Regions from separate parts of the Rattus norvegicus genome. Here region 2 is linked to region 1. Evidence: chromatin contacts called from public Hi-C data. All regions are on one chromosome and are shown on one strand. The core of a region is the stretch at or near the end of the contact, and the rest is flanking DNA. Distances in the headings are between cores, read along the strand shown.

Region 1 (2,927 bases), core at 314-2,813:
CGTATAAGAGGAGGAAAAGATCAACTCTTACTGTCATTTACTTAGGAGTGGGTTTGATTTAGTCAGAAAGGTTTTGGTCTCTCCTGTCCTCATCTAAAAGAAGTCTATTCTAAGAGAGTCTTATCTAAAAAGTTCTTCTGAACTTCTTCATATGCTGTTCATCCTCTTCATAAGCTGATCAGCACGGTGAATATGCTAACAACAGGAAATGAAGAAGTTTTATCTTTTTCAGTCTTTTACAGGGGCCTCATAAGAGAGAAAACCATTTTTAAGCACTTATTGACTCAGAATACCACATAAAACCACAATCAGAGCTAATCTCTCTATACTCATATGTTGTGAGTGTGGGTGTGGGGTTACTTTTAACACCCCAATGCTTTTGGCAAGCGGTGTCAGCCATGGTCACCTCATCTTACTTGCATACAGACATTAGTCCAGGGCATGAATGGGTCACAAAGGAGAAATAAGGAAAATGGTATCATTAAAGTTGTGCATTGAGCTGACCCAGGCCCATAGGAGTTGATTATATTGGAGATCCAGAGCACATTAAGAAAGATTACGGTGCTTTTCTTAGAGGTCAGTTGATTCTGAACAGGTTGAGAGCACAGTATGTAAACTGAATGAGTGCACAGCTCTAAATGATCTCGGAGCACATCACTACGTTGATTACAGGTTGACTGAAAGTTTGATTTGCAGAGCCAAACTTTAAACAGCATTTCTCAGGAACAAGAAAACATTCCCACACCCATAAAGACTCTGTCCTGAAGGCTTGTTTGAAAATTCTCACATTGAGGGCTTAGGGAATAGACACCGGTCACCGAGTTACTACATATTACTATATGGGCGACCCGGCAAAAGAGAATTGAGCGAACCTCGGAAGAAAGACTTGCAAAGGGCTCAGAGTTAGCATTCAGACTGCCCCCCAGATCTCACGAGCCATTTGCTTGAAGGGCTGTCAACACTAATGAATACCGGAAACAACATAAAACAGAGGTTGCCTGTGGGGATGTCTGAAGACTGACTGGAAGGCAGAGTACAGCGGAACATTCTGGGTGACCTAAGCATTCCTCTCTTTCGTGGGGGTGTGCTTATTTTGTCAAATCCATTGTTACCTAGCTGAGATCTGTACTTTCAGTCAGTGTATGACAATTTACCTCATTAAAAAAATACGAAGTTAGGAAAAGTTACTTAAAATACTTGGGAATGAAGCAGGACCCATTACAGGATATTCTCAGTGATGCCTACCCACACCATTTAGAGAATGACATCATCGGGAACATGTGACACAGGGGGGAAGAGGACCTGGATCCTAGAGCTGGCTCTGTGGACCTTTCCTGGTGGGTGGTTTCATTTCCCCCTCTTTTGTCCATAAACTAAGCAAGTTTTACAAGGCTCTTGCTAAGCTCAGACAGCATGTCCCTACTTTCTGAGACACAGCCTGGGTCTGATGACCTGGAGGTGTAACCTGATTTGGCAATTCTGTGATCTGAATCTCTTCCACATGTCTGGTGTCAGCCCTGCAGGGGAGAGCCCAGCAATCTGATTCCTCCAGGAAGTCCATTGCTCTGTGGCTGCTAAAATTAGAACCAGGCCGCTGCCCAGATCAAGGCCATTGCTTTCCCAGCCCCTCCGTGAACTAACTCATCTCCCTCCACCCTGCACCGTACAAATGTGCTGGTAATTATAGTTACACGAGGACCAGATGAGCTGGGGCTTGGAGAGAGAAAACAGAAACAGAGCTGAATTTCCTGGAGACCCTGACTCCTCAGACAAAGAGACAGAAAGTGAAAGGAAAGGGGGAGGGGAGTGAAAGAAGGGGAGGAAGAACAGAAAAGCAACGAGGGAGAACTTAAAACCCAGTGAGTTCCACAAAGGCAGCAATCAATCCCCTAAAAGCAAACCTCCTTAAGTACGGTTAGTTTAAGTCATCGCTTTTACTTTAGGACAGGGTGTAGTGGCTTGTTTCTGTAGAGTAGCTGGGAGCAGGGCCTGCTGGCCTTGAGACCTAGTCTGGCAGCAGATTACCCATGGCCTTGAGAGATTCTCCCCCTACTAACTCCACCCCCCCCCGCACCCCCTCCCCCGCACCTTTGTTCCCGCCCCCACCACATAGGGAGTGAGTGCATGGAGCAGAGCCCTTCAGAGGCAGCAGGAAGGTTGGAGGATTCTAGTTTCAGTTGAACATTCTTGCAAAGGATATAAAAAAAGCCAAAAAACAAAAGAACAAGAAAACAACAACAACAACAACAACAACAACAACACCCCAACTGTGTGTGTGCCTGTATGTAGTGGGTGTGCATAGAGTGTCCAAATAAGCCAGAAAGACAGTAGATTCCCCTGGAGCTAGAGTCATCAGCAGTTGAGCTGCCAAATGTCATTTCTCTGGGCAAAAAGTCTTTCTATTTGGGCTGGCCTTAGATTAGACTTTTGGAGCAGGGTCTCATTTCCTGGAGGGGGGTGTTCCTTCCTGAGGATCCCTCCAAGTGACCAGCCATTCTATAGGCTCGGAGCACTCGGAGAGTACGTGCCCTGGGCCTTTCCTTCCTACTTGACCCTGGGCGTGGCAGGTGGCTTCATAGCTGCCACTTTATGTTGGACCCCTGCTTTGCCTTGGAACTCTGTGTACTGATTCTACTGTGAGAGGGGACAACCACTGTGGTTGTCCTCTGTAATGGCAGATGCTAACTAAGTGCTTAGGCAGTGGTGAATGTACAACTTCTTCACTGGGATGGTTTTTGTTTTAATTGGGGCTGAGAAGATGGACAGAATACTTGGTATAAGTGAGAGGAAGTCCATCTGGATCCCCAGCACCTATGACAAACTGGGTATGTCTTGTGATTCTAGCACTAGGAAAATGAAGACAGGAGGATTCCCACACTAGCCATACAGTCAAGCGGATGTGGTCAGCTCTAGGCTCCATGAGAGAC
Region 2 (2,700 bases), core at 195-2,694, 72 kb before region 1:
TGGCCAGCTGGAACCGAGGTCACCATACACTACCTGACTTGGAGGGAAAACTAGCCCAAGGTCACAGAATTCCTAAACGGCTGGGGGAAGATCGACCCCAGGAAGAGTCTATCTCTGAGCCCCACTAGACCAGCATTCCCTTTTACTGCTTCACGGAAACCCACCCACAGAAGAGGGTCGTACACAACAAAGGGCGGAGGGGGGCTTGCATAAGTCATCGAATCTCATAGGTGATTGGAATCTGGAGGGGTTGGGACGAGGGGGGAGAACTAGGGAATAGTGAGTGGCCTCCTCCCCAAGTAAGCAAAACAGATCACCTTCTACACTAGCTCACTTGGCGGGGAGAAAGCACCGAGTCCCAGGGCAGGCTGAGAGCTTACGTAAGGCCACTCGCGGCTGCGCCCCGGTGTCCCCAGGGTGTGCGCAGCGCTGGGCGCGGAGCGAGGGCCGGCCTTCCCCACCACACAAGCTTCCTAGCCTCTCCGGATGCAGGGACCACCGGCCCCAGAGCCGCAGCGTCGGGGCTGGGCGCGGCGTCCTCCCACGGCCCCCAGCTTCCCGGGGGAGGAGCAGCGCATCGCGCAAGCATCCGGGATCGGCGGAGGGGGCGGGAGGAAGGGCGAGAGGAGGAAGCGGGATTTAAACGAAAGGCGGTGACGCCACACAAAAGATTCCTATAGGCTCCAGGGAGGTTACGGCCGAGGTGGCGGCGGCGAGCCGGGGGCGAGGCGGACGCGAGGAGGCGAAAGCCGCAGCCGCGCGCGGGCAGGCGGGTGTCCCCTGGCCTGCGGTCTCCGCCCTTCCTTTCAGTTGCTCAGAGGTCGCTCGGAAGTTGCTGGTTGACAAACATGGCAGGAGTCCGGGCCCGGGTCGGCCTCCGCGACGCCACGCTCACCTTCTGAGCCGACCACCCCGGGGCGTCGGATGCGCGGGGCCCGCGGGCTCTGCGGGGAAACAGAGATGGAATCTCCACGACAGCCGGTGGCGGGTCGCAGGCCATTCAGGCGGGGAGGGCGTGCCGCCCCGGCGCCGGGCCGCGCACTCTGAACCGCCAGGCGGGAAGGCGCGGCCGCCCAGCACCCTGCGTTGCAGCCTCCCGCCCGACTGACTCCGCGCGGCCGCCACAGAGCCAGCCACGCCCTCGGCCCTGTGGCCGCCCAGCGCCCCAAGAGCCGGAGAAGGAGATGCGGCCGCGCGCCCCCGGGCGTCAGCTCCGGCCGCCGTCGCCAGCCAGTACGGTCTGGCGGGGTCGCCGCCCCTGAAGCCCACGTGCGCTGCTGAGCCGGATCGCCGCAGCGTAGCGGCTGACAGCAAAGCCTGCCGGGGCCGCCGCCTGCGCTCCTCTAGGAGCAGAGGATTTTGATTTCAAAGGAAGGAAGGAAGGAAGGAAGGAAGGACAACTCCCAGCCTCCCCGTCCCGCCCTCTCCGCTCCGGCGGCCCGGCCGCCCATGCCCAGGAAGGTGGCGACAACCGGGCAGCGGGGACTTTACTGGTAGGCTCGTGAAGAGGGGCGCGGACTAGGAGTCTGCGGTGCCCTGGCTCACGGTTCCCGCGAGCTACACAGCGCCCCGAAGAGCTTGCCGCGGGCCTGGGCCCGCCCCGCGACGCCGGGCCATCGGCCGCCGCCACCGGACTCTCTGTGCCCGCCGCGGTGGATGGCATGATGGTGCGCGGAAGGCAGCGCGGCCCTGGCCAGCTGAGTCGCGGCGGCGGTGGTAGCGGACTCCCCAGCGGCATGCCAGTGCCCCCTGGGCGCGATGGCTAGCGGCAGCGCCGGGAAGCCCACTGGCGAGGCGGCTTCTCCGGCTCCTGGGAGCGCCGTCGGCGGGGCCAGCTCGCAGCCGCGGAAGAGGCTGGTGTCTATCTGTGATCACTGCAAGGGCAAGATGCAGCTGGTGGCCGACCTGCTGCTGCTGTCTAGCGAGGCGCGGCCGGTGCTTTTCGAAGGCCCCGCCTCCCCTGGCGCTGGTGCGGAGTCCTTCGAGCAGTGCCGGGACACCATCATCGCGCGCACCAAGGGGCTGTCCATCCTAACCCACGACGTGCAAAGCCAGCTCAACATGGGCCGCTTCGGAGAGGCGGGGGACAGTCTTGTGGAACTGGGCGACTTGGTGGTGTCGCTGACCGAGTGTTCTGCACATGCGGCCTACCTGGCAGCCGTTGCCACACCGGGCGCTCAACCTGCACAGCCAGGCCTTGTGGACCGCTACCGTGTGACACGCTGCCGCCACGAGGTGGAGCAGGGCTGTGCTGTGCTGCGAGCCACCCCACTGGCAGACATGACCCCACAGCTGCTGCTGGAGGTGTCGCAGGGCCTGTCTCGAAACCTCAAGTTCCTGACGGATGCGTGCGCCCTGGCCAGTGACAAGTCACGGGACCGCTTCTCGCGCGAACAGTTCAAGCTGGGCGTCAAGTGCATGAGCACCAGTGCATCTGCGCTGTTAGCATGTGTGCGCGAAGTGAAGGCGGCGCCCAGCGAGCTGGCCCGCAGTCGTTGCGCGCTCTTCAGTGGGCCCTTGGTGCAGGCAGTGAGCGCTTTGGTGGGCTTTGCCACCGAGCCTCAATTCCTGGGTCGCGCAGCTGCTGTGAGCACTGAGGGCAAGGCGGTACAGACCGCCATCCTGGGAGGTGCCATGAGTGTGGTGTCAGCCTGCGTGCTCTTGACCCAGTGCCTCAGGGATCTGGCGCAGCACCCAGAT

What was found. A called contact is a pair of places that touch in the nucleus more often than the background predicts.
Region 2: a Hi-C map of liver shows a contact between it and region 1, with 3 times the contacts expected there. The contact joins the promoter of Tlnrd1 here to the enhancer-like site in region 1. A contact is called at or near these places in 10 of 12 Hi-C or Micro-C datasets (the A7r5 cell line, the Rat2 cell line, Schwann cells and 6 more).

Annotation. Positions count from the first base shown.
Region 1 is chr1:147,201,902-147,204,828 of GRCr8, reverse strand. No RefSeq gene overlaps it. Among named protein-coding and RNA genes, the nearest start is that of Cfap161, 26 kb to the right of the region's middle. Within about 2 kb of position 1,563, at least 32 of the 93 cell types and tissues checked have an H3K27ac peak or open chromatin away from gene starts, as enhancers often do. A contact at or near this core is called in the A7r5 cell line and liver, where this site is marked.
Region 2 is chr1:147,274,238-147,276,937 of GRCr8, reverse strand. Tlnrd1 (talin rod domain containing 1) reads left to right here and starts at 1,444. Exons shown (of 1, transcript NM_001013149.1): 1 at 1,444-2,700. The coding sequence starts at 1,759. It also overlaps a transcript of Mesd not described here.